Regions from separate parts of the Rattus norvegicus genome. Here region 2 is linked to region 1. The links are chromatin contacts, called in public Hi-C maps. All regions are on one chromosome and are shown on one strand. Each heading gives the region's core, a stretch centred on a gene start, on an enhancer-like site or on the middle of the called end of the contact. The rest is flanking DNA. Distances are from core to core; before and after follow the strand shown.

Region 1 (4,602 bases), core at 1,509-4,008:
TAATGAAAAGTAATAGAGTATCGAGGGTTTCTTTTTTAAAAGATGTATTATCCTATTTTATGCATATGAATGTTTTTCTGCAGCATGTATGTACAGCATGTGCAAGCTTAATGCTAACTGAGGTTAGAAGAGGGACTCAGAGACCCTGGTGCTGGAGTTATTGGTGGTTATGACTTCCATGTGAGTGCCAAGAACTCAGTTTGGGTCCTCAAAACTGCAGTTGGGTCCTCTACTAGCAGAGAGGGTCAGGACTCTGAACGTGTGAACCAGACGTGATCTGTCATTAGAACAGCAGCCAAGTCGTAATTCTCTCTGTTCTAGAAAATAAATCGTGATGATCTTAAATTGCTAACATTCAGAAGCAACCACTGAGGCAAAACCAAATAATTTCTAAATCAAGATGTACTGGGTCTTGATTTCTACAAATGGCTTCTAATTATAATGTCTGATGTCGATTGAGAAAAACCTACACCTGTGAGAACACAAAGGAAAATAAATAAAATCCAAGAAAATCCACAGAATATTTAAAAGGCATTTAGGGGTGCATATGTTTGTTTTCTGTGATTTGAACCTCAACAAGACTGAACACTCTAGAAAATGACATAGGTAGTCTTCTAAAAGACAAAACAAAACCCTGCCAAAATTCTAGAAATTAAAAATGCAGCTAAAAAACCCAATGAACATAAACAAACAAACAAAAACCGGAGATTTAATATTAACTTCGATACAGGTGAAGAGAGAATTAGGGTAGTCCGAGTTCACACTGCACAGTATGAGCTCCATACAGGACACTGTGCTCTGTACAAGGCACTGTGTACTCAATGGCATTTTGGGCAGAAGAAAGTAAATAGATGAAGTTAAAAGACAAAAACAAAAAGAAGGATGAGAATGGAGGAGGAAGAGAAGGGGAAGAGGAGGAGGGGGAAGAGGAAGAGGAAACACTGAATGCTCTGCTCTAATAGAACATCTTTATCCATCCTCATCACGACTCAGAGAACACTGTAGAAGAGAAAGCTGAAGGAGCATAAGAACTAAAAACTGGGGAGGGGTGCTATGGGGTGCTCTCTCCTGAATATGACATGGAAACCACAATTATGAATGGATGCCAGTTACAGTCACCTCTACAAGACCTGCACAAGATGAGGCCAGCTGAAAGACCCATATAAATGAGGCAGATGATTTCCAGGCCACACCTCCTACTGAGAAGCCACTGGCAGCTGATTGATGCTGGGAAAAGAGAATCAGTCTTTAATCATGGTTTTCCCATGCTCCAATGATAGCCCCACCCCAGTACACACATGAGCAGCTCTAATTGGGTTCAGTGGATTATCAAAAGAAGGATAAGGTGAATGGGGTGGGACTGAAATTGAGGGGTATTGGAGAGGATGCACAGAAATTTGGAAAAGAGAAGTGGGGGGTTTAGATGACTGTATTTCATTGTATACATGTATGAAATTCTCCAAGTGTATATGTGTTGTGTGTGTGTATGTATGTGTGCATATGTGTGTATATGTGTGTATGTGTATATGTATATGTGTGTATGTGTATGTGTGTATGTATGTGTATGTGTCTATGTGTGTATATATGTGTGTGTGTGTGTGTGTGTGTGTTTGTGTTTGTGTTTGTAACAATTGGGAAACCATTGGGAGCAATTGTGTAACAAACAATTGGGGAAAACAAAACAAAACAAAACCAATTTGAAAAGAATATAGAAAAGGAAGAAAGTTGATAATAATGAGAATTGTTATTCTGTTTACTTTGTGTGTATCTGCACATATATGCACATGTACATGTCACATGAAGTATTTGCATGTATATATACATACTGATACACATGTATATTTGAATTATTTTGTGTATAGGTGTTTTGACTAAATATATGTCTGTGTAGCACTTGAATTCCTGGTGCCTGCAAAAACTAGAAGATGGTAGTTGACGCCTAGAACTGGAGTTACAGATGATTGTGAGTTACTATGGGAGTGCTGAGAATTGAACCTGATCCTCTAAAAAACCAGCCAGTACTCTTAGCCACTAATCCCATCTCTCCAGCTCCTAGTGTGTGTGTGTGTGTGTGTGTGTGTGTGTGTGTGTGTGTGTGTGTATGTGTGTGTGTGTGTTTGTGCATGTGCATACATGTGGTTTCCTGCATACAAATAAAGTAACTTTAAAGGTAAAATACACAGGTAAGTATATATTCACAAATATCCCTGATGTATGATGTATGTACTCTGGTGTTAGTCTTCATGGCCTGTAAACATTACACATTTCATTTGCTTTGCATTTAAAGAGGTAAAACAACTTAAAGATACTCGTGAAACCATCACTGTGCAAACTTCTAGATTGTTAACAGTTTCCCAAAGAGCCTTTTTCTCGAAGCTTTATACATATCTCACTGCCCCCTACATTTTGGCTGGTTTGCTGGGAAAACACAAGAGTGGACATCACACACACAGGACGGGCTTCCAGCGTGTGACATGGGGACTTCAGAGGGATAATCCTGAACACTCACTTGAATGGTTGAAAGGAAGAAAAAAGTGGGCACCGCTCTATGTATCTGTTTATCCAGCCTGAGAGCACCTTGGACAAAGCGTTGTTGTCCGTGCCACCGTTTGTTTTTCTTTCTGGAAAGGAAGTTAAAGTATGAATAAAGAATGATGTTTTTGTTCAGTAAGTGACTAAGTTCAGACATTACGGCCAATGGATATCCTTCGGTGGATAACAGTGTGCTTTCCTGTGAGTCCTCTAAAAGTCAAGCAAACAGAAAAGAATAACTTCTCCATGACTAACAGGTCCACAGAGTACCTCTGAACACTTGTACAGACAGCCTGGGGGCTTCAGCTCCATTCATGCGAACCTTTGGCAAATCTAGGTCAGTGATTCATGCCTTTCTCATGCCAAGACAGACCCTTTAATACAGTTTGTCATGTTGTGGTGACCCCCAACCATAAAATGCTCTTGTTGCTACTGCATAACTGTAATTTTGCTACTGTTAATGATCTCAATGCAAATACTTTTGGAGGCACAGGTTTTGCCAGAGGGGTTGCGACTCACAGGTTGAGAACCGCTGATCAACATGCTTTGCCGATCACCTCTCCACCTTTATATGTGATAGCAGAAATCCCTCCTCTGTGAGCAGTTTTTAACCTGCATGTTATACCTTGTTTGCACTTCCCTAAAACCCTGAGGTAAAAGAGGAGCTTCTGCTATCCAAAATTGTTAACAAATGTAAAAACGAGGTTTGGAATAGATAGTCCCAGAACGTCTAACTAACAAGAGAAAGTACTGAATTCCAACCTGGGGAACCGGACTCCAGGGCAGGCAGTTCTAAGTAAGGGACTGTCAGCTGGGACAGAGCAGTGTCATTGGTCTCTGGCTGTCCTTCCTTAAAGACAGTCTTGGGCAATAAGCAAAGAGTGTTGCTGGTTGGTTTGGGGCTAAACTTGGCCAAGAGATCCAGCTTGGTAAGAATGAAGTGCATGTGCTCCAGAGATAAGAGCAGAGACATTTTATCTCATGGTATTTACAACCAAAACGCTCATTGATGTGTGCTCGTGGGCAAGGCCAAGAGGTGGAGTAAGAGGAAAAGTCTGAACTCTTTTATGGCATTCTCTCTAATTATTGGACACGTCACTTCGCCTCAGCTTTCATAAAGGTTCACAGGGGCGCTGCATGATTTTGGTGCTTGCAATAAGGCTTAAATTAATAGAAATTAAATACCTTGTTTATAAACTGGAATAATTAATTTTACTACTTTTTTGTCAACTTGTGCAAATCCAGACACATTTGCCTCTTGTCCCTAATATGAATGGACTATTGATACACGAAAACACATATGTGTGCATATCAGTGCACATAGAGATAGAATATAAGTGTGCATTTCTATCTTAGGAAAACGCAACTTCTGGCAAAGTCAGGAAGAACAGATTGTACTAAAGCCAATATCACCATTAAACATAAACTATTATAAGAGTACACAATCTGTTGTGATGGAAGCTCTTTGCCTATTGTTTATCATCCTTAGACTTTTAACCCTGTGATCAAATATAGCGAAAGCATCTCATGAGGGCGAAAGCATGATCAGACACATGACCATGGGCAAGTCACTAAAACTCTTCACGCAAGGGAGCTGATGTCAGGGCTCTGACCCATTTCCCTTTCCATCTCATACAAGCCTCTCACAAGGCACAGCTGAGATCAGAATACAGGGAAAGGGGCTGCGCATGTGTTCATTCAAATCCTTACTCTGTTGCCCCTTCTGCATGGAGCTAGCCACCCAATAGCAGAGGTAATGCTAAAGGAGGCATCTGGAACCTCGGAATTTGCTGTGAGCATCCCGTCTGTATATTAGAGTCATCAGACATTAGAAGTTTAGAGGTATAGACTCCACATCCCCGTAAAGCAAAAGCTGCTGTAACAAATGTTACACACACACACACACACACACACACACACACACACACACACACACACACACACACAAATCTCACTTGCATAGCATCTGCGTAGCACACACAGGAAGCTCCAGCTTGTTGAAAATAAATGAACTCTGTATCCCTCAACAGCTGAGACAACAGCGGGCTGAGTCTCCATAGGTGGATGAGC
Region 2 (4,602 bases), core at 549-3,048, 130 kb before region 1:
ATAGGGAGTGGCACTATTAGGAGGTGTGGTCTTGTTGCAGTGGGTGTGGCTTTGTTGGAGGAAATGCGTCAGTGAGCTGGTGGGCTCTGAGGTCTCCTGTGCTCAAGCTAAGCCCAGTGCGTCACTCTGGCCTGCATATCAAGACGTAGAACTCTCTGCTTCTCGAGCACTATGTCAGCCTGCACACTGCCATGCTTCTTGCCATGATAATGGAATAAACCTCTGAACCTGTAAGCCAACCCCAATGAAGTGTCTGCCTTTCTAAGACTTGCCTTGGTCATGGTGTCTGTTCACAGCAGTAAAACCCTAACTAAGACAGGTCCATACGTTACAGTAAAGGAAACCTGTTTAGAAAGACCAAATAATGAAAAGGCAACCCAAAACTTCCTGTGTCTCTTAAAAATATACAGTTCTAATTCTAGCTACTCAACACTGAGGCTGGAGAATAATAAGTTGAGGACGTGTCTGGCGACAAAGTGAGTTCAAGACTAGCCTGAGCAATTTAGTGAGACCCCGTCCTAAAATTAAAAAGTAAAAGGGGGCACAAGTGTCCATGAGTATCACCTCAGACAGAGTGGCTGCCCAACATGAGCGATTCACTCAGGTTCAAACAGGCTGTCTGCTCAAAGGCAAAATAACAACAACAACAACAACAACAATAATAATACTGACGATGATGATGATGGTGATGATGATGGCGATGATGATGATGATGATGATGATGAAGACATTATAAAGAGGACACAGCAATTCAAGGCAGTTTCCTTGTTTGCTTCTCATACAGCAAGTCATTTCAGAATAGTTCGTTTGTCCAGATAGCAAAGTGGCCTTTAAAATGCTAATTTTGAAAACTGCAAACAATATGCCCTTCTTTGTTTACATTCCTTCGAATTACTTTTAATTTTAAGGTACTATATTTTTGTTCTTTTGAATATATATCATATATGTATATATCATAATCTTCTCTTCCTGGAGTTTTCCCTGATCCTCAACATCTCACCCACTCATCCAACTTCATGTTCTCTCTCTCTCTCAAAACAGCAACATAACAACAAAAAAAGCAAAAAAACCCCCAAAAAACAGAAAAATAAACCCAAGAAAACTAAACTACAACAAAAAAGCACACACACACAGAGAGAGAGAGAGAGAGAGAGAGAGAGAGAGAGAGAGAGAGAGAGAGAGAGAGAGAGACTGTTTTGTGCTGACTAACTTCTCCTGCCCTGGAGTATGGTTGATATCCTCACTGCTACTCCATTAAAGACAGTAAGTTTGCCTTTCCCATCAGGTATCCATTAGAAATAGCTTCTCGGTTAGCAGTGAGACTTTGTGCCACTTGCCCTTCCCAGTGCTGGGACTTTTGTCTGGTTTGAACCATGGGACGTGTACACAGTGCCACCATTTCTGTGAATTCATATGTGCATTAGGGCTTGCCGTGTCTGGAAGACACTGTTTCCATAGACTCATTCCTTACCTCTGGCTCTTATAATCTTTCCGCCTCATCTGTGGTGTGGATCTTTCTTCCTTGAATATTCTTATCCCTTTGTATTATCTTTTGCTTTAACACGAGCTCCCAGGACTAGTGAGAAGCTACAACCTATTTCTTCTCATCTATTCCGTGCTCAGTGAGACAGCTAGGTAAAAGTCCCCATGGTGTCAGGAATTCTCATTCTAAGAGTTATTTTAATACACAGGATGAAGAGGGTCAGGTTCTTTCCAGAAACAGCACGGAGCAAGGCAGGGGAAGGCTTAATTAACTAAGATGCCAAGTCTAAAACCGTGAAAAATTTTCACCACTAGGGGGCAGTGCTTGAAAGAATAACAGTCTACTCTTGCAGTTAGGCGGGACAGAGAACAATGACCTCCTTGTTATTTCCTACCCCACATACAGAGCACATAAAGATTTTATTTCTTTGGAGAAAAGAGGGACAAAAAGCGTTTGCTCTGACTTGAGGCAGAATTCAACGATGACGCTCTCTTCACTTGCTGAGCTCAGAGCAAGAGATGCCAGTAGCACTTAATTTTCAGAATCACTAAAGCGTCCATGAAAGAAAGTGTGCTTATAAAAATGAAATCTTTCCATAATAAACTCTAAAGGAGAAAGTATTTGTCAAAGTTATGATGGAGGAGCAGGAAAAAAAATGGTTGCTCTGGTCTGAAAATCATTAAAATTTGTTACGATGAATAACTTATTTAATAAATAACCTTTTCCCCCCTTCCTTTGTGCGTGTAACAGTCACACACACTGTATCATACAGAAACAAAGGCAACATCTATGTAATAATATGAAGGAGTTAAATCTTGCTCTTTGAAGAAGGAAAGGACTACTGGATGAGGCGTTGAAGGTGTTTTCGAAAATAGATCGTAAAGACTGTAAGTCCATTGTTTACCTGCTTCAGTCTTCAACAGGAACATCGTTAATTAGAGTCCTAAACTGGAAACATTGTTTCTTTAAACCCTCATTACAACCCACAGTCCAGGGAGCAGGAGGGGTTGGTTGAACACTCCTGCCTTTCAAAGGAAACCAGAGAGGGTAGGGGAGAGAAAGATCCCAGAGTTTTTCCAAGAATGCCAGATTCAAACCTTCTTACTTTTCCTAAAGTCAACCCATGGACTTCAATGATCATCATTGAGGATAGGAAAACATTGGAGAAGCTAGCACAGCATTGGGCGAGGTAGAGTGCTGTAAACATTGATCTTTTGCTCGTCTTAATGATAAGTGAGAATGTCCAACAACACAAATGAAGCGTGAGGAAGTCCAAACGGAGGCAGTCCAAACAGAGGATGCCTTTTCTATCCCCAAGCCAGTCAAACAGGTCCCCTTGCTCTAAGAAAAAAAATGCATGTTAATTGGGAAGAAGATATTCTAGCCCCTGCCTTACCATCAATTCCCCTAGTCAGAGGGTAACGTTACAATGTGAGAGCTGTTGTGGGTCCTATCCACTCACTTCTGCCTTTGACTTGGAAGGACAGAGCAGAAAGTAAGCTTACGGTAAATAGACAGATAGACAGATAGATAGATAAATGTCATATAGATCAAGGTTTGTTTTCCCAGCCCTCCTTAGCTGTGTGACCCTGCGTGGCTCTGCCCAGGACTAACTGTCATGTGGCACACAGTTCTCTTTGCAGAAGGAGGTAACAGATGTGCTCACATCACAGGATCAATGCGCAGGAAATAAGGGCAGAGGCAACTCGGCCGCTCTTCACAGAGCTTCTTCTGTTATGAGTCCATCATGATCTCACAGGCTTCACTGACTTCAAAGGAGGAGGCTGTCACGTGGCATATGTTAAAACTTCACCACAAATACTAGAGATCCCACTATTCATGCTCTAAAGGGTCTTAAACTTTTAAAACTTTCAGGTTTTGTTCTGCTTTAAAAACAAACAAACAAACAAACAAAAACAAAACAAAAAACAAAAACAAAACAAGGACCTTTCCCCCATTTCAATCGCGTACAAGCTACAGTTATAGAATATATGCCTGGATGAGGCCTTAATGATCTTTCTAGAACCCCTCCCACTCTCCTACATCCCCACCCCCACGCCGAGCAGCTCAGAAAACAGCACTCCCCCTATGCCTTGAGAACTACAAACACAAGATTAAGATCAGGCTTAAAGATGAAGTGACTTTTAAGAACCAGTGTGTTATCCGGTGGGAGCGGCGTATTAAAGAATTCTAAACTGTGTAGCTGTTCATAAATATACTCATAAGAAATATTGAAGCTCTAACACCAAAAGTAATAGAACTATGCATACAAATACTATTCATTATGTGAGTCTCTGAGCAACCAGCTTATTTCTACTCTTATCAGCGTCAACGTGGCAATAAAATGTCTCCTTGTCCTTCCAGCTTCCTTATTAGAATGCACTAAATTTGTTTTTCTCATACATGGGGAGATAAGGTTATTAATTACACAAACTGCTTATCAGCAAAATGTAAAATAGCAGGAGAAGCTAAGAAGGAGAACAAACGTTGGGATGGAAGAAATTTAGGTGCAAGAAACCTTAGAGGGTGAATATGGGAGCCATATATATGAGACTTGACTTTTAGAATTAAAACGTTTCATGGAAAGTATTTGTAATTGAAAGAAAAACAATAAAAAGACAATTAATGAAAAAGGATACACCCACATATGTGTGAAATTTCCCAATTAAAGTTAAAAGCATAAATTGTTGTCTCCCAGTGCTAAGACCTTTACAAATTATAAGAGTTACGTTCTGCAGGACTGTGGCTGGGTCAGGAGAGGTGGAGGAGTGGTGACCTCAAGGCCACTGCATATTCCTGGCTTTGTTTCCTGTAGGAAGCAGTTAATAAGTGATGTTTGGGGTGACATAATTTGCGTGAACTTCATTTCACAGTTCCGAGGAGAAAGCATTCAGCAGATGTGAGGTATGTGTGTGGAGGGTATCTTCTCTCTGAAACGAGAAAATAAAAGGGAGCGGTTGAGCCGGTCTGTCTTTCAGTGCTCTAGTGTGCAGAGCATTGGCGCTACATCAGCAGCCAGCTCTCTGCTGACCATCAAGATGTCTGGGAAAGGGGTTCTCAACATAGGGTGTTAGCCAATCACCTCAGTCTTAGAAAAGACCACCTCCATGCACTTAATT

Evidence for each region. Hi-C and Micro-C count contacts between places; a contact is called where the count stands out from the background.
Region 2: a Hi-C map of the A7r5 cell line shows a contact between it and region 1, with 3 times the contacts expected there. The contact joins two enhancer-like sites. A contact is called at or near these places in 2 of 12 Hi-C or Micro-C datasets (the A7r5 cell line and mammary epithelial cells).

Annotation. Positions count from the first base shown.
Region 1 is chr7:49,180,082-49,184,683 of GRCr8, reverse strand. No RefSeq gene overlaps it. Among named protein-coding and RNA genes, the nearest start is that of Krr1, 180 kb to the left of the region's middle. Within about 2 kb of position 2,758, at least 6 of the 93 cell types and tissues checked have an H3K27ac peak or open chromatin away from gene starts, as enhancers often do. A contact at or near this core is called in the A7r5 cell line, where this site is marked.
Region 2 is chr7:49,310,042-49,314,643 of GRCr8, reverse strand. No RefSeq gene overlaps it. Among named protein-coding and RNA genes, the nearest start is that of Krr1, 49 kb to the left of the region's middle. Within about 2 kb of position 1,798, at least 7 of the 93 cell types and tissues checked have an H3K27ac peak or open chromatin away from gene starts, as enhancers often do. A contact at or near this core is called in the A7r5 cell line, where this site is marked.